Regions from separate parts of the Mus musculus genome. Here regions 2, 3, 4, 5, 6 and 7 are each linked to region 1. The links are chromatin contacts, called in public HiChIP or PLAC-seq and promoter capture Hi-C maps. All regions are on one chromosome and are shown on one strand. Each heading gives the region's core, a stretch centred on a gene start, on an enhancer-like site or on the middle of the called end of the contact. The rest is flanking DNA. Distances are from core to core; before and after follow the strand shown.

What was found. Promoter capture Hi-C pulls out the DNA fragments that hold promoters and counts their contacts. HiChIP or PLAC-seq counts read pairs in DNA pulled down with a chosen protein or histone mark.
Region 2: a promoter capture Hi-C map of pre-B cells shows a contact between it and region 1, with 4 times the contacts expected there. The contact joins the promoter of Tmem208 here to the promoter of Nfat5 in region 1. A contact is called at or near these places in 1 of 39 promoter capture datasets (pre-B cells) and 1 of 115 datasets of contacts at active chromatin or transcription factors (bone marrow-derived dendritic cells).
Region 3: a contact with region 1 is called in a promoter capture Hi-C map of liver, with 2.8 times the contacts expected there. The contact joins the promoter of Slc9a5 here to the promoter of Nfat5 in region 1. A contact is called at or near these places in 2 of 39 promoter capture datasets (liver and pre-B cells) and 1 of 115 datasets of contacts at active chromatin or transcription factors (thymic regulatory T cells).
Region 4: a contact with region 1 is called in a promoter capture Hi-C map of pre-B cells, with 2.1 times the contacts expected there. The contact joins the promoter of Atp6v0d1 here to the promoter of Nfat5 in region 1. A contact is called at or near these places in 2 of 39 promoter capture datasets (liver and pre-B cells).
Region 5: a contact with region 1 is called in a promoter capture Hi-C map of liver, with 2.4 times the contacts expected there. The contact joins the promoter of Ctcf here to the promoter of Nfat5 in region 1.
Region 6: an H3K27ac HiChIP or PLAC-seq map of bone marrow-derived dendritic cells shows a contact between it and region 1, with 4 times the contacts expected there. The contact joins the promoter of Nfatc3 here to the promoter of Nfat5 in region 1. A contact is called at or near these places in 3 of 115 datasets of contacts at active chromatin or transcription factors (astrocytes, bone marrow-derived dendritic cells and pancreatic cancer cells).
Region 7: an H3K27ac HiChIP or PLAC-seq map of bone marrow-derived dendritic cells shows a contact between it and region 1, with 4 times the contacts expected there. The contact joins the promoter of Prmt7 here to the promoter of Nfat5 in region 1. A contact is called at or near these places in 1 of 39 promoter capture datasets (liver) and 1 of 115 datasets of contacts at active chromatin or transcription factors (bone marrow-derived dendritic cells).

The regions. Positions count from the first base shown.
Region 1 is chr8:107,291,549-107,295,188 of GRCm38.p6, reverse strand. Nfat5 (nuclear factor of activated T cells 5) reads right to left here and starts at 1,719. Exons shown (of 15, transcript NM_018823.2): 1 at 1,291-1,719. The coding sequence starts at 1,363.
Region 2 is chr8:105,324,303-105,327,942 of GRCm38.p6, reverse strand. It overlaps Tmem208 (transmembrane protein 208), which reads right to left and starts at 1,566. Exons shown (of 6, transcript NM_025486.3): 1 at 1,469-1,566; 2 at 797-892. The coding sequence starts at 1,474. Lrrc29 (leucine rich repeat containing 29) reads left to right here and starts at 1,675. Exons shown (of 7, transcript NM_001368408.1): 1 at 1,675-1,716. The coding sequence starts at 1,693.
Region 3 is chr8:105,346,517-105,350,156 of GRCm38.p6, reverse strand. Slc9a5 (solute carrier family 9 (sodium/hydrogen exchanger), member 5) reads right to left here and starts at 1,899. Exons shown (of 16, transcript NM_001081332.1): 1 at 585-1,899. The coding sequence starts at 780. Fhod1 (formin homology 2 domain containing 1) reads left to right here and starts at 2,187. Exons shown (of 22, transcript NM_177699.4): 1 at 2,187-2,504. The coding sequence starts at 2,304. It overlaps Gm46049 (a long non-coding RNA gene), which reads right to left. Exons shown (of 4, transcript XR_003947441.1): 3 at 3,319-3,640; 4 at 2,501-3,082.
Region 4 is chr8:105,564,271-105,567,910 of GRCm38.p6, reverse strand. It overlaps Atp6v0d1 (ATPase, H+ transporting, lysosomal V0 subunit D1), which reads left to right and starts at 1,847. Exons shown (of 8, transcript NM_013477.4): 1 at 1,847-2,128. The coding sequence starts at 1,999. It overlaps Agrp (agouti related neuropeptide), which reads left to right. Exons shown (of 5, transcript NM_001271806.1): 2 at 185-305; 3 at 419-551; 4 at 709-791; 5 at 973-1,216. The coding sequence starts at 422. The coding sequence ends at 1,155. Gm38250 (predicted gene, 38250) reads right to left here and starts at 1,731. Exons shown (of 4, transcript NR_168532.1): 1 at 1,637-1,731; 2 at 1,441-1,542.
Region 5 is chr8:105,634,446-105,638,085 of GRCm38.p6, reverse strand. Ctcf (CCCTC-binding factor) reads right to left here and starts at 1,548. Exons shown (of 12, transcript NM_181322.3): 1 at 1,366-1,548. Gm5914 (predicted gene 5914) reads left to right here and starts at 612. Exons shown (of 2, transcript NR_151742.1): 1 at 612-806.
Region 6 is chr8:106,058,023-106,061,662 of GRCm38.p6, reverse strand. Nfatc3 (nuclear factor of activated T cells, cytoplasmic, calcineurin dependent 3) reads right to left here and starts at 2,073. Exons shown (of 10, transcript NM_010901.3): 1 at 1,670-2,073. The coding sequence starts at 1,772.
Region 7 is chr8:106,209,137-106,212,776 of GRCm38.p6, reverse strand. It overlaps Prmt7 (protein arginine N-methyltransferase 7), which reads right to left and starts at 1,723. Exons shown (of 18, transcript NM_145404.1): 1 at 1,695-1,723; 2 at 206-401. The coding sequence starts at 300. It overlaps Slc7a6os (solute carrier family 7, member 6 opposite strand), which reads left to right and starts at 1,844. Exons shown (of 5, transcript NM_001007567.2): 1 at 1,844-2,058; 2 at 2,146-2,412. The coding sequence starts at 1,864.

The DNA of each region.
Region 1 (3,640 bases), core at 470-2,969:
CTAAATTCATCAAAGCAACAGACAATGGCCTGTAGTCTATAAAGTCTAGCACCTTCCAGGGCAAACCACATCCCTCTGATTCACTTCATATAAATACATTAACACCAGGCTTAGTCCTTCTCTACCCCAAAGAGGTGAAATTTTCTGGTGGGTTTGTAAAACCAAAAAAATAGGAGAAATGCTGGATTTCTTGGGAAAAGGGTTCACCATGGTTTATTTGTAAAAAAAAATATAAAAGAACTGTCTTTAGCCTCCTTCCACTGGTATAAGAAATGAGTACAGATGGGGGCATTTTTGATTTGATACCCCTTGCAAGGGGAACCTGTTCTGACACATTCTTGTGGTGTCCAGTGTAGGAATTTAACCCCAGCAGAGATCACCTCAAGTATTAATGTTTTAGATGCTGGGAATCCCCTGCAGGCCTTAGCCAAAGTAGTTTTAAATGGGATTTTCTGTTCATTGCCTCCTCTCTGCACGAAGCCCTTGAACAGCAACAGAAGAGAATTTTTCTCAAAGGGCAGGACTGTGCCCGAGCCTGGTACTCCAGGGAGAGGAATACAAGTACTCCAAGGAGGGCATCCCTATCTTTGTAAAAGAGAAGTAATTAGAATGTCACGGAGGTGGAAAGAGAGAAAGAAGATTGGGGCCTTTTCCAGGCAAGAAGATGACGAGGAAAGGAAGAACGCCTGGCCGAGGGGGGCCGTCCCGACATGGGGAGGGAGTGGACTAGGCCGGGGAAGGGGGGGGAGTAGGACGACCGCGCACAAACAAGACCAGAGGGAGAAAAAAAAAAAAATGGTGACCCTGAGCTCCGAAGCCCCTCGGGGCCACGCAGCCCGGCGTGGGGCAACTTTGCCAAAGAGGAGAGTCCGGGGGACACGAGCCGCGGCGCCCCGATTCCACCCCCCCTCCCCGGTGTCCCCAGCAGCGGGACCAGTGGGGTGATTCCCGAGCCGGGGGAGGACTGGGCCGGCAGTCCGCCGAGTGTGGTGGAGTCCGGACCCGCCGACCGGCAGGTTGCGAACCTCCGGGACCGCAGAGGACTCTGGGGGGCGCGCGGACCCTAAGCCCCCCGCCGCGCCGCCGCGCCGCGCCGCGCTGGGGAGGGGGGCGCCGCTCGGCAGCTCCGGGATCACCCCTGGCCCTCCGCGGCCAGCCCAGGACTCTCGTGAGGGGCAAGCCCGCCCGAGCCCGGCCCCGACGGGGGACCCCCCCACCCCAGCCCGGGACTCCGCGCGCTCGCGCTCCCCGCCCCCACGCCCCACCCCCCCACCCCCCCATCTGACTCACCTCGCGAGTACAGGGACTTGGGCGATTCCAGGTCTAGGTCCGCGCTGAGCAATGAGATGAAGTCCGAGGGCATCGCAGCTCGACCCAGCCCGGCCCGAGGGCAGCGGGAGGGGGGGAGCGGCGGTGGCGGCGGCACCTCCTCTCCGGGATCCGCGGGCACCGAACCGGGGGCGGTGAGGCGAGGGCGGCAGCCGCTGCCTCCTCCTCCTCCTCGAGGGCAGTCACTTCCCACCCGGCCGAGCGATGAGAAGGGCGGCGGAGTGGAGGGAACAGCTCTGCGGAGTGGAGAACTGACTCCCGGTGAGTCCAGAGACCAGAAGCTTCGGACCGGGGAAAGGGGAAGAGGGAGAGCCAAACGGGTCCGTTTCGGGCTTCTCCTCAGCGCACACTGACGGCCGCCGCCACCGCCGGCGCCGCTGACAGGAATCTGAGCCCCGCCCCCTCGTGGGGCACTGCGCACGCGCGGAGGGGGGGAGGTCCGGGAGCCCGGAAGAGCCTGGCGGCCGGCGGAGGGCGGACAGGCGCGCCACGGAACAGCATCAACAAGGGCTTCGCTTCCTGCCGTCGCTGCTGCGGCCGCTGCTGATCCCGGGCTGGGAAAGGGCCCCGCCAGCCAGCAGGGAGGGTGGAGGGAGGCGGCCTGGCTTCTGGGGCCCTGAGAAGGGAAAAGATTTTTTTTTTTTTTTTTTTTTTTTGCCTCGACCTGGTGGCGGCGAGCCTGAGGCGGCCGGCCCTGCTCCGTGGTGTACTTAGGAGGACACAGACCCTGGGGGACCTGGATGTCAGCCAGGAGGGGAAAAGCCCTCCAGGGACTTGCAGCGATCGAGGCCCGCTCGCTGGAGCTCAGCACTGGGGAATGGAGTTCCACAGCTTGGACAGCAACCGGGCCCTTCGGGGTTTTTCATAGCAGTGTCTGCAGTGAGCTGGTCAAGGGGCTATCAGACTCACTTTTTAATTAAGAAAGGGCAAGCCATACTCACCACCACCACCACCATCACGAGTTACCAAGTTTTGTTTGTGGATTTTGTTGTTGTTGTTCCTGTTCGTGGATTTTTTTGTTGTTGATGATTTCTGTTGGCCCACTCTGGCCTGGAGCTCACTATGTAGATCAGGCTGGCCTCAAACTCACAGAGCTGTGCTTGCCCCTGCCGGTCAGAAGTCACCATGCTCGGCTATTGATTCTTTTTAATGAAAATATTTTCCCCCCACGTTACCCACCACACCAAATTTACGGCGACTGCATTTATTTATTTATTTAGACAGGTGATTTTGTTATGTAGGTCTAGCTGGCCTGCAATTCGCTGTGTAGATTTAGACTGGCCTCAATTTTAGGGCAGTTCTCCTGACTCAGCTTTTCGAATGCTGGGATTACAGAAGAGTACCACCATGCCTGGCTTTGATTTTTGTTGTTGTTGTTGTTTAAGTTTATGTATAATGATGTCTCTGATAGTGAATGGTCGAATTTACTCCGGAGTGGAAAATAAAAGACAATTTAAAAATGGGATCATGTGAGTCCACATGGCTTGTGTGTAATGCACACGCGTGCGTGGGGTAGGGGGAGAGAAGTAAGCAAACATACTCTTCCACACGGGTTTTCATTTTTTTCACTGTGCTAAGGGAGAATGGAGGGAAAACATGTAAATGAGATTTTTTTGGCTGCTCTGTTCTCGGGGGCTAAAAGTTTCCGTTGCAAAAACACATCCTCACCTCCACCACAGACTGTTTCCTGACTCTTAATAGACTTTTGGGAAATTTTTAATCGAGTTATTAAAATATCAATTTGAGCACAGGGTGCGCATCTTGGAAAATAATTTTTAATTCTGTGTGGGATTTTGATGCCAACAGCCACGTGGGCAGTGTTTTTCAGGTGTTAAAGATGCCTTGATGTATGTTACTGTGTCTACAAAGCTGGTCACAAATCCTAAAACCCTGCGGATGTACCCATATAAATCCCTAACAAAGTTTTGCCTCTGTGATTTTGGGCACTTTATTGTGACTTGGAATGCTGGAGTTGGGGAAGAGTCTCTGAGCAAGGGAGGCCCCAGTGCAGGCAGCTCTGGGGTGGGCCCTTTAGCAAGCTTAACCTACAGACCTAGAATTTACATTTGTGTTATCAGAAACCACCTATCCTTTCATCTGAACATCTGATACAGGCTGCCTGATTATCTTCACTGAATTCTTAGTGATAATTAATGAACCCTGTGAGCATTTTCATCAGTCACAAGGAAGGTTTTTTGAGCCACCCCAACACATAGCAGAGCAAAACAGGAAACTACCCTCAAAATTCTATGGCCACTGTACTCTGTTGTAACACGTCCCAAGGGAAGTCCCTTCATAGCTGCTAAGAGAC
Region 2 (3,640 bases), core at 317-2,816, 2.0 Mb after region 1:
ATCTCAGCTGGGACTTTTTATTTATTTATTGTTGTTTTGCTTTGTTTCCCCTTCATTTCTTCATGTTTTGCTTCTATGTCTAGTTCATATTTCTTCTGTGCCTGGCTACTTTTTTTTTTTAAATGGTTTAAAATTAAAATACATTTTACATGTATGAGTGTTTTTGCCTGCAATGTATCTATGTGCACCATGTGCCTGACGCTGTGCCTGGTACCATAGAGGTCACAAGAGGGCATTGGATCCACTCAATGAGAAGGTTTCGAGCTACCATGTGGTGCCCCTGGAGTGGAACCGAGGTCCTCTGTAAGAGCGACAAGTGCTCTGACCACTCAGTCCCTGGATACTTTGGGGGGAGGAGGGCAGTGTTTGCTGGCGATGCTGGCAGAGCCTAGCCAAGGGCTCCACCACGGCGCTACACCTGCTCTCACTCTCTCGAATGAGACTTCAGTCTTTCTGTGGGGCTCTGGTTACCACTCAACACTCTGACCTCAGTCTTCCAAATAGCTAGAAATACAGTTATATGCCACTATGGCCAGCTTCACTTATTAACCCCATCACCCCTTTTTATTTTTATTTTTAATTTTTTTTTTTGAGATAGGATTTCTTTGTTACTCAAAGCTAACTTCAAACCGCCCATCTTTCTGCCTGAGCCTCCCTGGTGCAGGGATTACAGGCTGGTGTCTGCCTGGCTTCATTTCTTTACAACGTTCTCTTTTGGAGCCTTGGCTGTCATTTGCCAGCGCTCCTAATCAGATAGGAATGAGAGGGCAGAGAAAGCACAAGGCAAGCAACTTACGTTGGCTCCCAGTATGATCCGAAGGTAAAACTTGAGAGTTTCTTTGTTCTCTTCAAATATCTGTTTCTTCCCTCTGGTACCCACTTTTCCTTTGGGCTGCGGAGGGTTGGTGAGATGCTGTCAGAGCTGTTTTGCCTCAGTCCTCCTCACTCCCTGTACCAGCCTGGTTACCTGCAGCTTTATCTACCCCGCAGCCAAGTCCTTAGCGTGCTTTGTCAACCCTAGCAATCCCTGAGATACCGACCACTCCTCTAGTCCATCTTCCTAATATAGTTAGGACACCGACTTTACTGTACCCCCAGTTATGATCGCCTAATGCTCACCCCAAAACAATTCAAATTACGTTAGTATCTTCTTTGGCTTTCCTCGTAAGGTTCAGCTTTGGGTTGAGATCCTCTCCGGGAAAACTCCAGCGGAACTTAATGGCGTCCCTCTGGGGTAGTGGTTTAGATCTGGAACTGGCAACTACCCTCGCCCGCGCCCGCCCTAGCCTCCAACACTAGTCCTGGTGTAGTCCTGCACGGCCACTCTCCCCGCATCCCGTTCGGTCTAGCACAGTCCATTGGGTGGCGCCCCTCTCTGGCCCAGTGCCTTATGCCTTCGAGCCCTTCTGTTTTTACTTTCCCAACATCGGGAAAGCTTTGCCGGTGCAGACCACGCCTTGTCCCTTACCGCCATGGTGCGCAGCAGACACCCAGCCACTGAAACAAGGGCGAGTAACTGGAACTGCAGTCAGTAGACACCACATCGGCAGCACATGCACTTCCGGTAAAGAGCGCAATCGTTCGCTCCTGGGCGGAAGTGGATTTCATTTCCTTCCGAAGCCCCGCCCCCTGAGTCGGTGGGACTACACTTCCCAGAAAACCTTGCGTGGGGGCGGAGACGGCAGAACTGCGATGGCGGACTCGCTGCCTCTGGAGGTGAGAGGAAGCGAGCGGTCCTTCAGGCCTTGGTCGGGGACAGGCCCCGCCTTCGGGGTCCCGAGCTTTGGGGAAAGGCTATCTGACAGCTCGCCCGGCACCTCCCGCCAGGCGGAAACGAGCCGCCCGGCGGATCCCACGACCTGAAAACTCTGGGTAACGGTCCTCTTTGGGGCCACTTCGACCCCTTCGGTTGGGATACCATTCCCTCTTTACCCATTGGCCCCAGAAGATGGCTGCTCTGTCACCTCAATGAGGACGGACTCACTGCCCATCCCTTTCCCTTGAGATGGCCGTTCCCTCCCCCTCAGTTCTAGAAGATGTCCGCTCCACCGTCCCTGAAGGGTAATCAATTTTATCCCCATTGGCCCCTTGGAATGGTCGTTCCATTTCCTCCACCCCTCCCCCACCGTCCTCGCAGTTGGAAATAGACTGCTCCCGCCCCCTAGTTCTGGGGACCATACCCAATGTCCTTAATGTAAGACAAGCCTGCTCCTCATTCTAGACCCCTAGTGATGGCTGCCCCTGTATTATTCAACCCCATGGGGTGTTTGTTCCTTTAGCCAGGGGCAAGGAGATACAGATGCAGGCTTTGTGTCTTGCACCTTTTTTGAAATGGCTTCTCTATCCATTTTGCCCTGAGGGTTGGCAACCCCCTCTCGTTGCCCTAGGAAGTCAGGCCTTTTCCCTTGAGTCGTGACATCCTATTCCCTTTTGGCCCCAGAAGGTATCTATTCATCCCTGTAAACCCCATGGGTTACCAGTAGTAGTAATCTTTTGGGGTGCTCTCATGGGATGACCACTCCACCCCTATCTCTACTCCTCTAGTGCTAGAAAGGCATTTCTCAGGATAATGAATTATGTATGATCCTTTCCATTAAGACATGTTGTCCTTTAGCATGGCTCCCAGGGTTGATCATTCAGAAGATAGGTCAGCCACTCTCTTAGTCCAGTCTTCCCTCTTAGCCCCCTAGGGATGGGGGCTTAGTCATCCCAGTCCCATCCATACTCTTCCTCATGTCTCTCCTCTCTGGTCCTAGTCATTTTCCTCTGAATAGTAATCTCCTTTATCCCCCACCCCTTCCCTGAGCAAACCTTTGGTGAAAGTAGAGGCAAAGGACTATCTTTAGTCCAGTAAATACTGGGTGAGTACTGCGTATGTACTTAGCATCTGAGAAGAAAGGAGAAAACACAGCGGGGCTAGTGAAGTCACTGTAGAAGGACTTTGCAGAAAGAGCCCCACATACGGGAAAAGAGATGCTGTGTTGGTAGTGAGGATGGGCTGGGGGTGTTCTGGGAGCAGCAGGCCCAACCAGGCATGGAGGTCTGGACTGTGAGATTAGTGGTGAACCCAGGTTTTTCACGAGGGGCACTGAAACTGGACTATATATGGATTAGCAAGGCTGAACATAGAAGGAAACTGTAAAAGGAATCTAGCTCCATTGGATAAAATTTGGAGCTATTAATATGGTGATGTTGCAAAGGTAGAAATGCTGCTAACAGCCATCCAGTCCCTGAAGAACTGATCTAGGTGGTTTTAAAATGCCTTCACATCTTCATATACTTCAGACACGGAAGCTGAGAGAAGTCACATGCCTCTAATGGTTACTCTCTTGGGTAACTTTCTCCAGTAGAGCTGGGATCGGGGAAGTCTGGGTTAGCCTTGTCTAAACCGTCAGCTTTGTGAGTAGAGAATAGAAGAACATGAGCCCAAATGTCACTAGGGACCTCAGATTGAGAGTGCAGTTGGCATTAAAGTCCAAGTGTCACTAGGGACCTCAGATTGGGAGAGCAGTCGGCATTAAAGGGTAAAATTGGACTGAGGGCAAAAACCACTTAATGACATTAAGGTTGATAACTATTTGAGTAGAGGACCCCAAAGACAATTGTACTAGACTAATGCTTGGTTAATAGGACAACGTAA
Region 3 (3,640 bases), core at 650-3,149, 1.9 Mb after region 1:
CTATAGAAGGTGGCAACAGCTTTAAGTGGAGTAGAGAGATATGCTATAGGAAAAGTGGCCTTTTAGCTATCTCAGGAGATATTAAAATCTCAGACTCTTGGCCGTCTCTCCAGGGCAGGAAAATTTCTCAGAACCAGAATGCCTAGGGTTTCCAGGAGAATATCATCCCTTCAGTGTCCCCTTGCGTCCTCATTGCTGACAGGTTTCTGAGAAGCTGGACGTCTGGAGGAGAGGCCTTACTGACGTTTATTGAGGAGAGCTAACTGCAAGGGGAAGGGGAAACTGGGGGAAAGAGTCTAAGGATGGAACGGTGAGAGGAGAGCGGCGACAGGCAGCTCTTAGGAAGGCAAATCCCCTGAACTACCAACCAAGAAGGGAGACCCACAAGAGAGCAGGAAATGGGAGAGAACCCAGATTTGTGGAATTGGAGCCTAAGTCCCCGCACAATGCAAGACGCAAATCTGGAGACCTAGGGGCTTGGGGGCGGGTCCTCTGCGGGCCGCTAGCCTGGCGTGCGGGCGCGCGAACACACACACACACACACACACACACACACACACACACACACACACACACACACTCACCGATTTTGGCTAAGCTGGCCACCAGGATCCACAGGGCCACCAGGTAGGGCGCCTCCACCTCGTGCCACTGCCAGCGGAAGAGCGCCAAGCCTGGAGGAGGCTCACCCAACGGCCCGGACTCCTGGGTGGGTTCTTCTGTGGCCCCCGCCCCCGCCAGGGGCAACCCGGGCAGAAGAAGCAGTGCGGCGCTCAGCATCTTGCTGTCCTCCGGGCACTGCACGGCCGCCGGCCCCGCGTCGCTGCCGCCGCCGCCGCCGCCGCTGCCGCCGCCTACCCGGCGCCCCCGCGTCACAGGCACGTGGGGCTCACTCCCCCCAATCCGAGCTCCGATACCCCCAGGCCAGGTCCGGACCCCGAGACCCTGCCCAGGATCCTAGCAGTTAGGATCCCCTCCTCCATCTCTTCTAGGTTAATCTCATCTCCGGAAATTCCCCAGCATAACCCTCCTAACCCCTCGAGTCCTGAAACCCACTCTTTCGAGTGTGCTCTCCTAAACCGCCTCTCCTCCGGATTCAGAAAGGTGACCAGCCACCGCGTCCCGGAGCACCAAGAAGGACGGGGGTCTCGGGAAGCAGAGACAAGCGCAGCTACTGCAGAACACCGCCCAGCAGCGGGCCACCCGTCCCAGGTGCTCAGGCTGCGGGTCCCAGTGCTAAGCTGAGAAAACCGCAGGGGGCGGTGCGCTGCCGCCTTCCAGCACGATCTCCAAAACCTGGGACCCCCCTACCGGACCACAGCTGCGCACGCGCACTGGGCACACCCAGAAAGCCTAATGGACAACGGTGCTCTCAACGTACCCAGAAACCTCAAGGCCGGGACGGACCCGGCTCTTTCCAGGCTGAAAAGCTGGCTATTCCTCATCTCTCCAGAGCCCAGAGGCGCCGCCTTCCCTTTCCTTCAAACTACAGGGAACTGTTTGCCTATTCCATGGATCTGAGAGGACCTTATGGAATTCCCTTTAAATTAGGAACAACTTGGGGCATTTGACTCATCTCGCCCCAAACCGAAGAATGTCTCCACTTTTCATTCATCACCCAAGCCGAAAAAACATGTGCTACCTGCCTCCTCACAGTGACTCATCCCATTCTTTTTCGAGAAAGAGCACCCGTCCTCTTTTTTTTTGCCCCCACAGCTAAAGGGGACTGAATCCACCTCTTCTTTCAAATATAAAATCTATTTCCACTTCTTATTCCACATTGAAAGAGATTCTTCTTACTGCTTTCCCCAAATGAGAGAAATGCTTTCATTTGTCTTTCAAGCTAGCAATTAGTCCCATCTCGTCCCTTGAGAGTGGCCCAGCTACCCAGATTATCCGAAGAGATTTACCCCCCCCCCCCCATCTGCCCTAAAAATCCTTACAAAGATCCGCTGCAGCCTCGCCCATACCAAATCTAAAGAAAGTCTCCCCGCCCTCTGCTCTGAGGCGGAGCGGGAGCTCGGGTTTTCCCGCCCTCCTAGCAATGGAACTAACGGGATCACCAGCTCTCTGAGTGGCTGGCCCAAGCGCCGCCTCCGGCGGTGGTTAACCCCGAGCGCGCGCTCGCCGCTCAGTCTTGGCTCCACCCCCTTCCTTGGTCCTACCTTCATCTGGCTCCGCCCCTCGAGCCGCGAGCGTCCGGCCCAGCCTGGCCCGGCCCTAACAGCAAAGTTTAGTCGAGTTGAAGTTGCAGCATTTGCAGGGGACACAAGAGGCGTCCAGCGGTAGCCGGTGGCAGAGCCATGGCGGGCGAGGAAGAGCGCGGGGATGGGGACCCAGTATCCGTGGTAACTGTGAGAGTGCAGTACCTGGAAGACACCGACCCTTTCGCTTGTGCCAACTTCCCGGAACCACGCCGGGCCCCCACCTGCAGCCTGGACGGGGCTCTGCCCCTGAGTGCGCAGATCCCTGCTCTGCACCGACTCCTGGGGGCGCCTCTTAAGGTGAGGGGCGCTGCGGAGGTTGAGGTGGGCGGTGGACAGACAGTGCTTCTAGGAGAGAGATCGTCACGGGCGGGTGCTCGCCTCCAGAAAAGTCTCCGGCCGGGGTCCTAAGGTCTATGCTCCTCTGCCTACAGGGGGAGACTCAAGTTGAGGGGACAGTATAGAAGCCAAATGAGAGTTTGTGATTTGTTCCACTCGGGCTTCCCTTGAAAGTTAGGCCCTCCTGAAGAGGTGCTTGGAGTCCCCTCGCTGCCTCTTTGCCAGGGTTGCTGCTGTGGTTGTAGCGGATTGGGGAAGTGGAGTTGGGAAGGGACAGACTTCCACCTGCTCCAGGTAGTCGGGGGCGGGGCCCCAAAGAGGGGCGGGTTTAGGGAGCAATCATAGAAGGGATCGAGGCTACCGGCTGGGTTGGGTCCTTGGAATACAGTCTCTCCAGCGCTGTTGAAGACTGGAGTCCCAGCCAGGATGAGAGGAGTCCCTTGGAAGCGGCCGTGCGCTCATGGGAGGCTGCCCGGGTGGGAAAGCCCTTTGCGTCACCGCCCCCATGGTCCCTTAGGCCCGCCGCTGGTGGCCTACGCCTGGAAGGGAGGGGGTGGATCAGTCTAATTTTAAACCGCTGGCCTACCCTAGTTGCCGACGTTCCTAGGCCGACTTTGCTCAGTTAGAGAGGCATTTTTCCGTATGTCCAGCAGGACCACCCCTCCCCTCCTGCTGGCCTCCCCTCCACCTCCCCGCAGGCATCCCTTTCCGGCTTGCTTTTTCCGGGCCAGGACTCCCAGAGGCATACACACTACCACCCCCCAGGGTTCCTGACCTGCGGGTTAGCTGGGAGCTGTGAGGGAGATGGGAGGGAGTTGATGGGGTGCCACAATTGGGCGCGGGGTTGCGTAAACATGGCCCTTAGCCCCGGGGTCTCCCCTGGAATGTGCCCTAGGCTCCAGGCCTCTAAACTGCATTCCTCGCGTTGCAGCCAGCCCTGCCTCCAAGTGCAGTCAGGAGGGGGTCGGCGAAACTTGGCCTGGGGAGTGGCCAGTGGCCAGGCAGAGCCCCAGCTCTTTAAGACCACAGCTGGAAGAATGCAGCATACTGCCCACCTCCAGAGTTTTCTGCGTAGTCTACTTTGTGTTCTTCTACTG
Region 4 (3,640 bases), core at 598-3,097, 1.7 Mb after region 1:
TGGTTCTAGCATGACCCATCCCTAGGTTCTGCTCTTATGGAAATTTTGGGGTCTGGACACCCTATCTTGTTCCCAAAGTTTAATTGGTTCCTGGCTGTCTCATGCCAAATTGGAGATGTTCTAATAGAACACCCAAAGGTTCAGGTCTTAGGGAGAAAGCCTGAATTGTGCCTCCATTTTCCAGGGAGGCACCTCATGCCCTGGCTACAGGAAGCAGTCACGTGTGGACCCTTTATTAGGCACTGCCATATAAGCTCAGGGCACAAGAGACCAGGACATCCCTAGGCAAAGATCAGCAAGCAAAGGTAAGCACAAAGACTATACAGGAATTGGGACTTTCTGGGAGCATCTCTCTCAGCGCTGGTAGGGTACCCTAAGGATGAGGAGAGACTAAATGGGGGTTTTCCTGCTGAGCCAGGCCATGCTGACTGCAATGTTGCTGAGTTGTGTTCTGCTGTTGGCACTGCCTCCCACACTGGGGGTCCAGATGGGCGTGGCTCCACTGAAGGGCATCAGAAGGCCTGACCAGGCTCTGTTCCCAGAGTTCCCAGGTGAGTATGGTCAGGTTGGGGATATGTGGGGCAACGACCATTGCTGGCCACAGACCTGCCCGCCCAGGCTTAGACCTCCTTCCCCAATCCCAATCCCAACCTAGGGAGGTGGGTACTTGGTGCATGGTGGGTGTGGCCCTCACATCTTCTGCCCCAGGTCTAAGTCTGAATGGCCTCAAGAAGACAACTGCAGACCGAGCAGAAGAAGTTCTGCTGCAGAAGGCAGAAGCTTTGGCGGAGGTAACTCATTAGGGAAAGGGATAAAGTAGAAGGTAGGGCGCATCAGATACCATCATCTCTCCCCACTTCCGGATTACCCAACCTGGGCAGAACTGCAGCCCCTCCCTGACCTCAGTCCACTGCCACCCTACTGGGGTCGGGGTTTGAGAGTTTCCTGAACCTTATTCCCCTACGAATGCAGGTGCTAGATCCACAGAACCGCGAGTCTCGTTCTCCGCGTCGCTGTGTAAGGCTGCACGAGTCCTGCTTGGGACAGCAGGTACCTTGCTGCGACCCGTGCGCTACGTGCTACTGCCGCTTCTTCAATGCCTTTTGCTACTGCCGCAAGCTGGGTACGGCCACGAACCTCTGTAGTCGCACCTAGCCAATGGATGTTGTTTGGGCAAAGGCAGGGGATGAGAATAAAGGATGGGACGGTTTAACCTTAAAGCTGTGGTTATTTCAAACGTGGCTGTCGAAGGGTTGTCGGGGCGTCGTCATGCTGGAACCACACACACCATAACCTCGGGGTCTAAGCTACACCATCATCTGAACCACATATATGGGCGAGTTTAAGGCACCAGGCCCCTTGGGGAAATCAGAAGGCCACACCCCGGTCCTAGAGAACTAGTGCAACAAACGCCGGGAAAGCGGGCGCAGTGCGGCTTACCGGGTGTAAAGTCTAGTTGGAGGATAACCATTTGGCTCCGAAACTCTCCCCTCCTCTTCCTTGGACCTCGGTTTCTGTCTGGTAGGAGACAGCCTCGACAGCCTAAGGAATAGCACACCCGCTCAGCTTTACCCGGCTGGCCCTAATGAAGCCAGACAGAAGCGCCAAACCCAGGAAAACTCAACTTAGGGCCCACCTCGCATCCTGAGGGTATTAGCACCACCACGCGGTCGATTTCCATCATCGACCTTTCTTTGCTCTCCGCTAGGCGCTCCAGGGCCGCCTTTCCTTAGTGCGCAGGCGCCGGGAGGGCAGTTATAGCCGGTCGGGCACTCCAGAGTAACGCATGCGTGCCAGGGTGCCCGGAAACTGGAGCCATTTAAGAGCCAGGCCCTACTGCGGTCACGTGAGACGCGGTGCGTCACCTGACGCACTTGACAGCCCGCTGCGGCCGCCGCGTCAGCTGATCCGGGGAGTCTAGTTGCGTGCGGGCAGATCGGGGCTCTCTGGTCCCGCCGCCCCCCGCCTCCCCTGCCGCCTCCCACCCCCGCCGCAGCCATGTCGTTCTTCCCGGAGCTCTATTTCAACGTGGACAATGGCTACTTGGAGGGATTAGTGCGCGGCCTGAAGGCCGGGGTGCTCAGCCAGGCGGACTACCTCAACCTGGTGCAGTGCGAGACGCTCGAGGGTGAGCCGCGGGTCCGGGCTGTCTGAGGGGGGCCTCCCTGAGCCGGGAAGGGCACGCGAGGCCTCTGGGAACCCGCGAGCTGATTGATGGTGGGCATGTCAGGAAGGAGTCTGCCTCTAGCTGCGGCTCTGCGCGGGGGCCCAGACGTAAACAAGCCTTCAAGAACCGCAGTGGTTTACCTGGGCTCGGGTTGCCTCTAACCTCGTCGAGCTAGTCCTATAATTTAGAAGGACGGGTCCCCGAGGATTGGTTAGCCGGCGCGACGAGTGCGCCTCCAAGCTTCTTCCCCCTGGCCCAACCCTAGGCCTGTTGGGTGGCAGTGCCTAGGGAAGTTAGATGGAAAAGGCTTCTCTCCTCCCCCAAGGGCTTTAGAATCGTTGTGTCTTGGTGGTGTTGGTCTGAGGGTTGGGTCGTCCTGGGGAATTGCTAAGCCAGTTTAGCGAGAGGTTCCTCCCAGCTCTGAACCGCTGGCTGTGTAGAGTCTTCAAGACTGTTTGGAAAAGCAAGAGGTGGCTCTGTAAATCAGAAATTCACGTACAAGTATTTGGCCCCAACCTGCATTCACACCCCACCCCAGCACTGTTGGGGCACCAGTTTGTTTGTTTGTTTCTTTCTTTCTTTCTTGGTTTTTCGAGACAGGGTTTCTCTGTGTAGCCCTGGCTGTCTTGGAACTCACTCTGTAGACCAAGCTGGCCTCAAACTCAGAAATTCACCTGCCAAGTGCTGGGATTAAAGGCGCACACCACCACGCCCGGCAGGGCACCAGTTTCTTACACAAGAGTGACAGAAAGCTAAGTTCCTCTTTCTTTCTTTTCCTTTTTTTTTTTTTTAAGATTTATTTATTGTTATATGTAAGTACACTGTACCTGTCTTCAGATACACCAGAAGAGGGCATCAGATCTCTTTACGGATGGTTGTGAGCCACCATGTAGTTGCTGGGATTTGAACTCAGGACCTTCAGAAGAGCAATCGGTTCTCTTAACCGTTGAGCCATCTCGCCAGCCCCCAAGTTCCTCTTTCTTAACACATAAATCTAAAGCAACAGTTTCCAACTTGTGGGTCACCATCCCTTTGACGGTCATAAGGGTCACCTAAGACCATTGAAAACCACAAATATTTATGGTTAACAACAGTAGCAAAATTACAGTTGTGAAGCAGCAATGAAAATAATTTTTATAGTTGGGGGTCACCACAACATAAGGTGTTTTAAAGGGTTGCAGCTTTAGGAAGGTTGAGAACCACTGATCTAAAGTTAGATGGCTCAACTGTAGCAGATGTACTAAGCTAGAGATGTCCCTAATTCTAGACCCTCCACGCACATGGTAGTAAAGGACAGAGACATGAGTTCCCATCTCTGAGTCCTAAAGGATTCCTTTGAAGAAAGGGGCTTGTAGCTGGAAGAGGCTGGGTGATTCACCCAATGTAGAAACTTCTTATCAAATACTTCTGATGTTAAGTTGGGCTCATACAGTTAATGTTTACCTTGAAAACTAGTCCCGTCAAGTGAAAAAT
Region 5 (3,640 bases), core at 299-2,798, 1.7 Mb after region 1:
TAAACTCAATACAGGAAGTCAGATACTAAAGAGTAGTTACATTAGGCACAGAAATTTATAAACCATCTGCTGCAAGTGACCCAGGATCCAATTACAACATCAACCCTCACATTTCATCCAACAGTCAAATTACCAGTCCAGTCATGAATAAGTTCATTCTACCCTATTGGCGCATTAGATCGGTTTGCACGATCTCTAGAGAGGGGCTGAACTGTCTTAGCCTAGCCCTAGAGCATCAGGTCCTAAGTGGAGTGCAAAGTTAGCGTCAGGACATTTTAAATAGGAGGCAAACTCCAGCGTCGCCTGTACCATCGCAACCAGCCCATGCTCCCGAATTTATGAGTTTATCACATCACTTGAGATGAGAGTGAAATTAAGTTTCAGTCCCTTTTGAGATTTCTGAGCGCACCAAGTCTGACTGCTATCGTTTCAAGGGGCTGAAAGAGTGCGAATACAGCTGGAGAAAAACTACTTTGGTGCAGGAATTCGTGTCTTTTTCCGCGCACCATTGGGGGCCGCACCGGTCGGGTCCCGCGCGATGCCCTGGCGTGAGTTTGGGGGCGCAGCGGGGCCCGGCGGGGGCGGCGAGCGCGCGTTCCCCCGCCCGCTCGGGCGGCGTCGAGGCGCGAGCAGCTCAGCCAGCCTTGCAGAGGGAGCTCTCGGCAGCTCAGGGGTCCCCTCTGCTCGCAGCCACAGCAGCGCCGCCTGCGACACTCGGCGGCGACGGAGACCGGCAGCGGGGACGATCGGACTACGAGAGACTAGAGAGCACCCCAGCTGCTGGAGAAGCAACGCAGGGAGATCGGGTAGGTTCCGGGACCGGCTGGACTTGAAGATGGGGAGTCTGAGGCGCGTCGGTCGGGACCCGACACCCACACGGTTCCGGGACCTGGCTAAGCGGCCGGCCGAGGGTTCAGAACCCCTAGGCGAAGCAAGCGGCGGCAACCGAGCCTCAGAGGGTCCAGACTCGGTAAGGGGTATCCGTCGCGGGAGGGGCAGAGGGCGGGCCGTGGCCCGAAGATCAGCCGGGCCAAAAGCCGGCCTCGAGGGTAGAGACAAAGGAAGGAAAATGGAGTCGCCGAGCGCGCAGGCCTCTGTCGCCACCGCCGCCAGAGGCCTACCATGTTGGGAGGAGGGAAGCTTAGCGGGCGGGCGGGCGGGCGTGGAGGGGGTTGGCCAGGCCCTGGCGGCGGCGCCGGGCAATGGCGGCGGCCGCGCCGCAGCAGGGACGGTAGAGGGAGACAAACACCCCCCGGCGGCGGCGCTGGCGCTGGCGCCGGGCTGCAGCCAGCGCCGACCGGAGCGGCCCCATCGTGACACCTAGAGGCGGCCCGCGAAACCTCCTCCACCCCGGGCCCCCTTTACCTTCGCGCCACACCCCCCGCGGCGCCCGCTCCGCCGCCGCTCCACCGCTCCGGCCACCTGGCGTCCCCGGCCGGCTCCGCGCGCCCGCACCGGCTGCTGCTGGTCGCCGCTGCCGCCAAAGAAGCAGCTCCGCGCACGGTTTAATCGCTCCACAGGCTCGGACACAAAATGGCGGCGGCGCGGTGCAGTGCGCCTGCGTCGGCGCTGCCGGGGCCGCGGGTGCTGATAAGGGAAGAGTCGGGTGGGGGGGGCCGGCCGGCGGCGACGAGGGCGGGGGAGGAAAGGTGAGGGGAGGGGTTGGCGCAGGGCAGCATGGGAGGCGGCCCCGGGCGCCAACTTTCAAAAGCCGGCGCGATGGCGTCACGGGGATGCGCCGCGAGGCGCGGCGTCACGCCGCACGCGCCCTCCCGCGCCCTCGCCGGGTCGCGCGTGGGCTCTGCCGGCGGCGCGGAGGCGGCCTGGTTCCCATTGGGGTGGGGCTTCCCTGGGCGGAGGCTGGCGGCTTCTGGGCGATCGGGTCTCCGCCTAGTTGCCCTGATTTCCTTAGCTCGCTCATTTTCCCTCCAAGCTGCGAAGGGCGGGAGGACGACGGGGAGCTGAAGTAAGCGCGCGGGGCTGGGGCCGTGGGGGTTGAGGAAGCGCCAGGGTTCTACCCTGCCCGGTCTCCTCCCACCCGGGGTTAGCTCTGCACCCTGTCCCGCCGCCGAGTCAAATGCAGTGAGTTCCCGCACTCTCTCACTTCTCCGACACTTGCCCAGTGCTCAAGATCGACTGCTAGGGGCTTCGCCCGGGGATCTTAGTAGTCTTCCTCCCAAGAAAAGGGCCTTAGAAAACCGAATGTGAAATTAAGAGAATCGGGACAGAGTCACCTCAGTCCGGAGATATAGCAGACCACACCACAGCAGTCGTGTTTAGCTGTATTTGGCACCGTGAACGTCTAAGTTTTTAAGACTGTTCTTTTTATTTCGGTTCCCAGTCGGTGGTACTTAATCCCTTCCCTTTCCCGGGAAGACCCTATTGGCAGGTGTTCTAATCATCTTCTCTCCCCGCCCCCCATAGCCTTGGAATGTGACTCGGGATTGTAGTCCCAGTTCTCTTGCTTTAGCTGTTTGGATAACAAATGCACCTGGCAGCAAGCTTCTGCCCTATTCATATACATCTGGGCTGTGTTGTGGGTATGCTGGTCCATTATCAATAGATATTGTTTATTCCCCCCAAAAGAATCGGAAAGTTAGAAGCATGTAAGATCCCACTGTTCAGATGTCAGTAACTAAGGCAAATGTGTTTAAACATCTTGAGTCCATTCACCCACTGTTGTGGAGCTTCCCTCCATGACTGGACTTAGAGGAAAGATAGAAGAGAAAGTCCAAGATTAGAAAGAGGATAATAGACAAGGAAGTAAACAGAAAGACAAGTCTAGACTGTTGGATTGTAGAATCCAAGACCAGAAGTAAGTTTGAGGCAGGAAGAGAGGTTTCTGGTTTTCAGATGCTGAGAGTTCCGGTACAGTTCAGCCAGAGGCTTAGCTATTGAGTTTATTACCTTGGAGATAGCTGGGAAAGATCATGGTGACTTTAGCTTGACTCATATGGATTAACTGAAGAGGTTAACCTGAGTAGAATGGGTTAAAAAGTAAACAGGAGAGTAAGGAAATAGAGACAGTGCATGAAGGCAGCCTGAGTTCTGCTGTGGGTAGAGCAGACATTGGGGAATAGGTGCAGAAGGATGTGAGGTCAGGGGGGAGTTTTGTTCTGTCTCCCTTTGGGCGGTATGAATCCAACCCAAAGCCATGGTCTCTGCCCTTGAGCATCATCTCAACTCTGGGGATGTTTTAAAAGGTGGTAGAGGGGGTCAAGTGGTGATGGCTTACACATTTAATCCTAACACTTGGGAGATAGAGGCAGCCAGATCACTTTGAGTTTAAAGCCAGCCTGTTCTACAGAGTTACTTATAGCCAGTGCTACACAGAGAAACCCGTCACACACACACACACACACACACACACACACACACACACACACACAACCTAACTAAAAGAGATGATATTGCCAGACAATGGTGGCACATGCCTTTAATCTCAGCACTTGGGAGGCAGAGGCAGGAGGATTTCTGAGTTCGAGGCCAGCCTGGTCTACAGCATGAGTTCGAGGACAGCCAAGGATATACAGAGAAACCCTGTCTCAAAAAAAAAAAAAAAAAAAAAAAAAAAAAAAGGATGCTATTATTCCCAAGCATTTTTATGAACTATCAGAAGTGATGCAGGGAAAGGGAAGCT
Region 6 (3,640 bases), core at 824-3,323, 1.2 Mb after region 1:
CTTGGAAGATGAGGCGGCAGACCTGACAGAACTAGACTCTAAAAAAGAAATGATAGAAAAAACAAAAGGTGGGGTTGGGGGGGGGGCGAGAAAACCGCCCAGAACGTTTTAAAGTCGGCTTCTGGCAAAACTGTTCATGCTTATCTTTGGGAATTTCAACTACAAATCCAATTGCAAACTTGTTTTCTACAAATTCACTCAAACAAGTTGTTTTATTTTTTCAATTTCCATAACCTAAGTGCAACTCAATGCCATCAGCTCCATAAACCCCATTTTTCTATTTTATATATAAAATTTATGACAATTTAGTTTGCCGAGTAATAGCTGTTTGAGCTGTGTCTCATCTGTTTCCCAATTTTCATCAGGAGCAGGAGCCTGCATCAGTATACACTACCCAGTGAGTATCCACTAGTATCTTCGACATTAAGGCTGATTAAAATAATGCTAATGGGACTGGAAATGAATACAGTCAACTGGGTTTTTTGTTTTGTTTTGTTTTTTGTTTGTTTGGTTTTGGTTTTTTGAGACAGGGTTTCTCTGTGTAGCCCTGGCTGTCCTGGAACTCACTCTGAAATCCGCCTGCCTCGGCCTCCCGAGTGCTGGGATTAAAGGCGTGCGTCACCACGCCCCGGCTCTACAGTCAACTCTTAACTTTATATTTATTACGTTGAAAACAGTATACGAAGGCTGAAAAGGAACTAAAAGGTATTGTACCACCTAGAGATTCAATGCAACGCTGAGAAAACAATGTATTAGCCCTCACAATACTATGAAAAAATTTAAATAATTCACTTAATACTGGAAAGAATAAACATGAATACTCTTATCCATCTTCTTTTTCTAAGTTCTCTTGCATATGTAATAGGGAAGCTGAACTTAACGAACCACACTATTCCAAACCAGGTCACAGGAGAGAGTTAAGTCCCCAGTCATCATCCTGTTTCTATTTACTGACTGGTTTGACCCGCAAGCATTATGGTGTCCAGCTTTCCCAACTTATCTTTTAAAACATCTTCTGAGAAGAGCTTTTTTTTTTAAAATTATTAAAAAATGCCTTCTAGAACATTCTAGGAGAACTGTAATTTTAAAAGGCAACGTATCTTGTTTTTTTGTTTTTGTTTTTTAATCTCCAGAAACACTTTGCCCAAGCAAAACAACCCAGTTTTCAGAAAGGTCCGTTATAGTATACTTGAAACTAAGCGTGGATGGAATATAAATTTACACAAGTGGACACTAACTCGAACTCGCTCTTCTAGCAAAGTAGATTTTTTTTTAAAGTGGAATTTGAAAACACGCATCTTTCAAATAAAGAATTTTACAACTAGCCTAAAGACAGCGAAGTGCGCTTACACTTCTCGGAGACATTTCCTCTGCACCACGCTGGCACAGCTACGACAACCAGAAACCTCTTGGGGCTTTGGCCCCAACAACCTCTGCCTCCAAAGCCCGGGCGTCCGCCGGCCACTGGCCTCTCGGAGTCGAGTTCCCTACTAGTTCGCTCGCAGCCAAGACACTTCCACGTCGCCCCGAACCACACGCCTCCTTCTCCTCCTCAAATTAAATCGGGCTTTCCTCGCCACCCGCACGCACCAGGGGGACCGAGGGGAAGGCGAGCTGGCGGGAGCGCGGCGAGGGCACGCTCCACAGTCCCGGCCGGCCCGGCACCCACCTGCAGGCCGCGAGACCTGGGACACCGGCGCTGGTGCCCCGTCCTCGCCGAAGACGAGTTTGAAGTCGAGCTCGTCGTGGGCGCCACAGTTTGCAGTAGTCATCGGCGTGGCCCGGGGTGCAGCGCCTCCTCCTCAGGCGGCCGCGGCGGCTCCTCAGCGCCGCTTCATGCTGGGCCGCGCCGGCCAGGAGGTCGCGGCTCCACTGCAAACTTTCCGGGCGGGGCCCGCGAGGCCGAGCGTTCCGTTCCGACCTAGAAAGCTGGCCGAGCGCCCCGCCGCACCGGGAGCCGTCACCGCCGCCGGTCGAGGGTGCAGAAAAGCCACGGTCGCCTCAACCAAGGCTCCCCGCCCCCCACCCCCACAGTCGCCGCCACTGCCGCCACCGCCGCCGGCGCGCTCCCGCGCCCTGCAGCGCGCCCAGCCCCGCCCCTCGCCGCGCTCCCGCCCGACGGGGCAGCCCATAGGCCGCTGGCCCCGCTGACAGCCACGGGCCCCGCCTCCTCACCGACCTATCGCGTGAGTCCTCTGCGAGGAGGAAGTCACGTGAGCAAGAAGCGCCAGAGCCCTGCTCCCTCTCGGAAGTTGTAGTTAAAACTCTCTTTCTTCCGCAGTTTCTAAACCAAGACCAGGGTAGGGCCAATAGCGCTGTCTAATTAGATTGGGAACCCACGTAGGCCAATTGGAGACTATCTTTTTCCCCCTCATCGGGCGGAGCTCATGTCGAGGAAGTGGGTAGCAGAGCGCCAGGGTTATAGGTGTCCGGATATTTGGCCCCACAGAGGTACTTTTCACTTATAGCTGAGTTTAGAGTGGATACGTTCGTTAGACCACCTCAAAAGTTACCACTCATCCCCCGCATCCCTCCATACCAACTTCGATGGCGTAACTTGGAGAGGGCCAGGGATTGGTTCGAACTTTTGGGTAGGTTAGGGTGGAGCCGAAGAAAACCTTGCGAGACAAGTCTGGAGTCGATTCAGAGCCACCCTTCTGGGGTGGGGCCCCGTCTCAGTGGCTGTGCCTTTGTCCCCTCAAGCCGGCCCGGAGAGGATGCCATGCATTCTAGCTAGGCCTCACCTAAATCAGAGGGACCAGGTCTGGTCCTTGACGGAAGTTGAGCAGACACAGAGAAAAGTACCCTTCTTGGCCTCTGCATCTTAGTACATAACCGTGAGACTAAGGCATTGTGACACCCGAGCAAGGAAAGCCCACATATAGGAAGTGACGCTGTCAAAAAGAACCGGCTTTCAATCTTGGTTTCACCTCAAAGAGTCTGCCTTCCCCGGTGAGACATGAGATGGCCCAAGACACCATCCCTTGGAGTCTGGGGACTCAGTCTTGTTTACTTAGCGCATGATTAAGAGAAGGAGTTGGGAGAAGCCAGTGACCACCTCCTCCACGACAGCAAGTCTGATACTACTCACAAAAGCCCCTGGGAGAATGGAGCAAGCACAAGCTCCTTGCAAAGATCTCTGCATCTCAGTGATTCCTGGGCTACTAAGTGAGCCTCAGGGGGACCCCGGCTAAGCCTAGGGTCAGAAGAGCAAGGAATGTTCTGAGCTCGTGAGCCATTCATCTTGGACTGGTTTATTCCTGCTCAGGGCTTTACCAGTACTTATGAGGGACACAGAGATACAGAGATAGTCTCCCATCAGGGTTGAGAGAGAGAGGAATAGCAAATATATAATTACTGTGCAAAGAGATTAGAGCTGTGATAGGAGCTCTGAGGACATTGAACACCCACCCACACGCTACAGGAGTAGTAGAAACTGGAGATCCAAGCAAAAGACGAGCAAAGCTTGTTCCATGGAAGGACCAATGATCAGAAACCAAAGGTGATGCTGTATGAGTGGGCATGGTCACTGGGTGATGCTAAGCTGGAGACTATAATAGTCACTTCTCTATAGAACACTTGGCTAAGGGCATTCAGATCAGCAGGAAGAGGAGGCAGTCAGACTTAATGGCACATGGCT
Region 7 (3,640 bases), core at 474-2,973, 1.1 Mb after region 1:
CCTCCACTGCTTGCTTCTACGTTAGGACAGAGGACTCCCTGTCCTCTCTCCAACCCACTTCCCACACTGCTCTCAGCAGGTGCTCTCTTCTCCTAACAGAGACCTCAACTGCTCAGAAAAACAATCTCCACAATCTTCTTCAAACCTAAATTGACATGGAGGAGCCCTGCACCCCTGCAGCCAGCTGAGCAGCAGCCCTGGGTACCTGGCAATCTCCTGGTGGTAATCATAGTGTTCATCCTCCTCCAGCCACTCCAGGGATCCCGTGGTAGGATTGGCACGGCCACAGAAGACCTTCATGGTGCCAACTGGCTCCTCAGTGTTTGCACAGAAACGTGAGGCTTGTTAATTTACTTCTTAGGAAGATATCTTGATATCAGAAACCTAATCAATTATAATGCCTAGGATGGAGAGAAAGGACAAGAAAACAAAGAGAAAAAAAAAATAAAGAAACAGACAAAAATGTCAAAGTTACTTACAATTCTTTATTAATGATAACATCGACCTTCAATCTCAGGTCTGGAAGGCAGAGACAGGCAGATCTCTGTGTAAGTTCAAAGTCAACATGGTCTTCATAGTAAGTTCTAGGCCAGCAAGAACTACATAGTGACAGCCCATCTCAAAAGAAAATTAACCAGTATTTTGATATTTCTGACAAGAGTAATTTTCATTTTTTATATAGGATATACCATCAAAAACTATAATAAAAGCCAGTTGTGGTAGCTCATGTCTAAAATCTCAGCACGTAGGAAACTGAGGCAGAAGGATCTAAAGTTTGATGCCATCCTGGGCAATGCTGTGAGACCTTGTCATAAAACAAGAACAAAACAGAACAACGTGTCGTTGCATGTCTTTGATTCTAGCACTAGAAAAGCAGAGGCAGGACCATCTCTATGAGTTCCATGCCTGTCAGGGCTGCACAATGAGATTCCTGTCTGAAGAAAAATTTGGGGGTGAGGGGGGGCCTACAGTAAATATATAGGGCTGTTTGGAAGTTTCGCCACTTTTCAGAAATTCCTACATAATTAAAAAGGCCCCACAAGTCCATCGGGGTCCAGCCTTCAAGTGAAGGCAAGTGAGAAGGCAGGGTAAGCCGAGCAATGAGCTAACATTATACAGTAAAAGCGCAGAAGTGGTTATTCCGCAACAGATTAAGGACACTTGCTTATCTGTGATGTCGCTAGGGTTTCACTAAGAACACACTTAAAAATGCACTGAGGGCCACTCCAGTGTTTTAATCAAAAGCATGTCCACCTCGGGCACACAAACGTCTGGCGCTTCTCCGGGTGAGTGTCGTGAACTGAATGGTTCCCAAACTGCTCAGAATACGAACTGAGAAAGCCATCCCGAAGCAAAACCGCCCGAACGGTCCCGGGACCGAACCGTTCCCGGCTGGGTTAGGGGCGCTGCATACAACTGAGGTCCCGCCCGGTGTGAGTGACTGGGGCGAGGCTTCTGACACAAGTCCTGCGCCCGGCGACAGTCTGAGAAAGGACAGTCACCCACGCGGACCGCTGCGGCAGACCTGCTCAGGGTGCTTGAACCACTCCACGTGGACTCTGGAGCAGCCCGGAAGATAAGTACACCGGAAACCCAAATATCCCCAACGCCAGAGCCCTAAAAATGAGGCCGGAAGACCGACTGCACCCAGGCCCAGCCACGGCCCAACCTCCCCAGCAAGCCCAACAGCTCACCCGCTGTGGGAAGCGATCCACTCGCCGCCACTCCCGCGGCCATTTTGCCTCTCCCACTGTGGGTGGGGCGTCGAGGCGTAGCGTGACGTTCCGTGAGGCCCCGCCCGCTGAACTGGATGGACATCCCGTCGCGCCCCGCGCCTTCCCACAGTACTCCGCGATCGCCGCTATGGAGGCCGGCAGGACTGCGGTGTTGCGCGTGAAGCGGAAGCGCAACGCGGAGCCCGCCGAGGCGCTCGTGCTGGCCTGTAAACGCCCCCGGAGCAGCGAGGTCGAGTCGGCGGCTCGGGAGACGCCAGAGGGCCAGGAGGCGGCGGCGGCGGAGAGAAATGTCTTCCAGTTGGTTGCCACCGTGCGATCCCAGGTATGAGAAGGGTGAATGGACTCTTTGTGGGAGCGATCTTTGAACGCTGCCCGTGTCGCAGTCATCTCTTTTCCCGACGCCCCTCAGGAGGAGCCAATCCAGCAGCTTGTGCGGGCTGCCTTGCGCCCGTCCCGGAGCAGCCAGCTGCGTATCCGCCGCGATCTTCGTGCCTCGGTGCGCGAGGTCCGTAAAGAGGGCCGCTACAGGGTGGTCTCCAGCCACCGATCCTCGGGAACCTCGAACAGTTTGGAGCCTCAGTGTGGGTCAGAAGCTGTCGGGGATGCGGGCTTCCAGTTGTTGGACCTGGTCCACGAGGAGGAAAACCCAGAGGCTGCTGCCACCGACTGCCGCAAAGTGAGTACTGTATATGTCTGCTCTGCTCCCAAAGGCAGTAATGAAGAGCATACACACTGTAAGCTTAAGAATGGATGATCCATCTCTAAGAGTTGACCTCATTTTACCTGATTTCTGTTGTTGTTTTTGTTCTGTTGAGATAGTTTTGCTGTGTAGCTCTGGTTGACATAGTACGGGCTATGGAGCCCAAGCAGACCTCTGACACACAGCAGTTCTGCCTCCGTCGCTCCAGTGCTGGGATTATAAGTAAGCATGTGCAACCCACGCCCCTTAGGATTGGTTTTCTTTCTTTCTCTTTTGCTTGTGTCGTAATACACACCTTCCCTCCCAGCATTTGGGAGGCAGTACCATGTGGATCTCTGAGTTCCAGCCCAAAAAGGACTACATAGTGAGACCTTGTCTCCAAAAAAAAAAAAAACAAAAAGCAAAAAACAAAAACTTTGTGTGTGATTGATCAGGCCTTTAATACTCAAGAGGCATGGATCAATAGATCTCTTCTTTCAAGGCCAGGCAGAGCTACACAGTGAGAACGTGTATCAAAATAAATAAACAGAATTGATGTAGGCCTTTTGAAAGTGGATTTGGCTATTTAAAAGATATACAGTATTTAGAGATGATGTTAAACTGTCATTGCTACGAAAAATGAGGTAAATATGGAAGGAGTTTTAGCTCACAATTTTGGAGGTTTTGGTGCAGTGTATGGTCAGACTACTAACAATTTGCCTCCAACCTCCCTGAAGACGGGGCTCTAGCATTTATATATACCCTCTGAGAAGTTCCCAGAATTCCAAATGTCACAGAAACTATCTACAGCTGACAAAAACCACTTCTGCTAGGGCATGAGGCAAATCATAGTCAGCTGCTTTAGACAGCTCAAAGCAGCCCCACATCCCCACACCTGGGATTAAAACAAAAAAAAAAATAAACTGTTTCTGTGTTCTTTAAAGAAACCAAAATTCCAGACTTGTCACTACAAAGGGAACTTGCGGCAAGTGTTCTTCCTCTGAGCTAGATTCCTAATGTGGTATTTTCCTTTTCTTAATCTTCACAAATACTATGAATTAGATACTTTTATCGCCATTTTGTTTTTTTTTTCAGAAAGTTTTTATTAGCAAGCATTGGCTATTCAAAGTAATAGTTTTTATTAGATTTTGTATGTCTATACTCACTCCTGTTGAACCTTTAAAAAAAAAAGCCTTATTTATTTTATGTATGTAAGTACACTGTA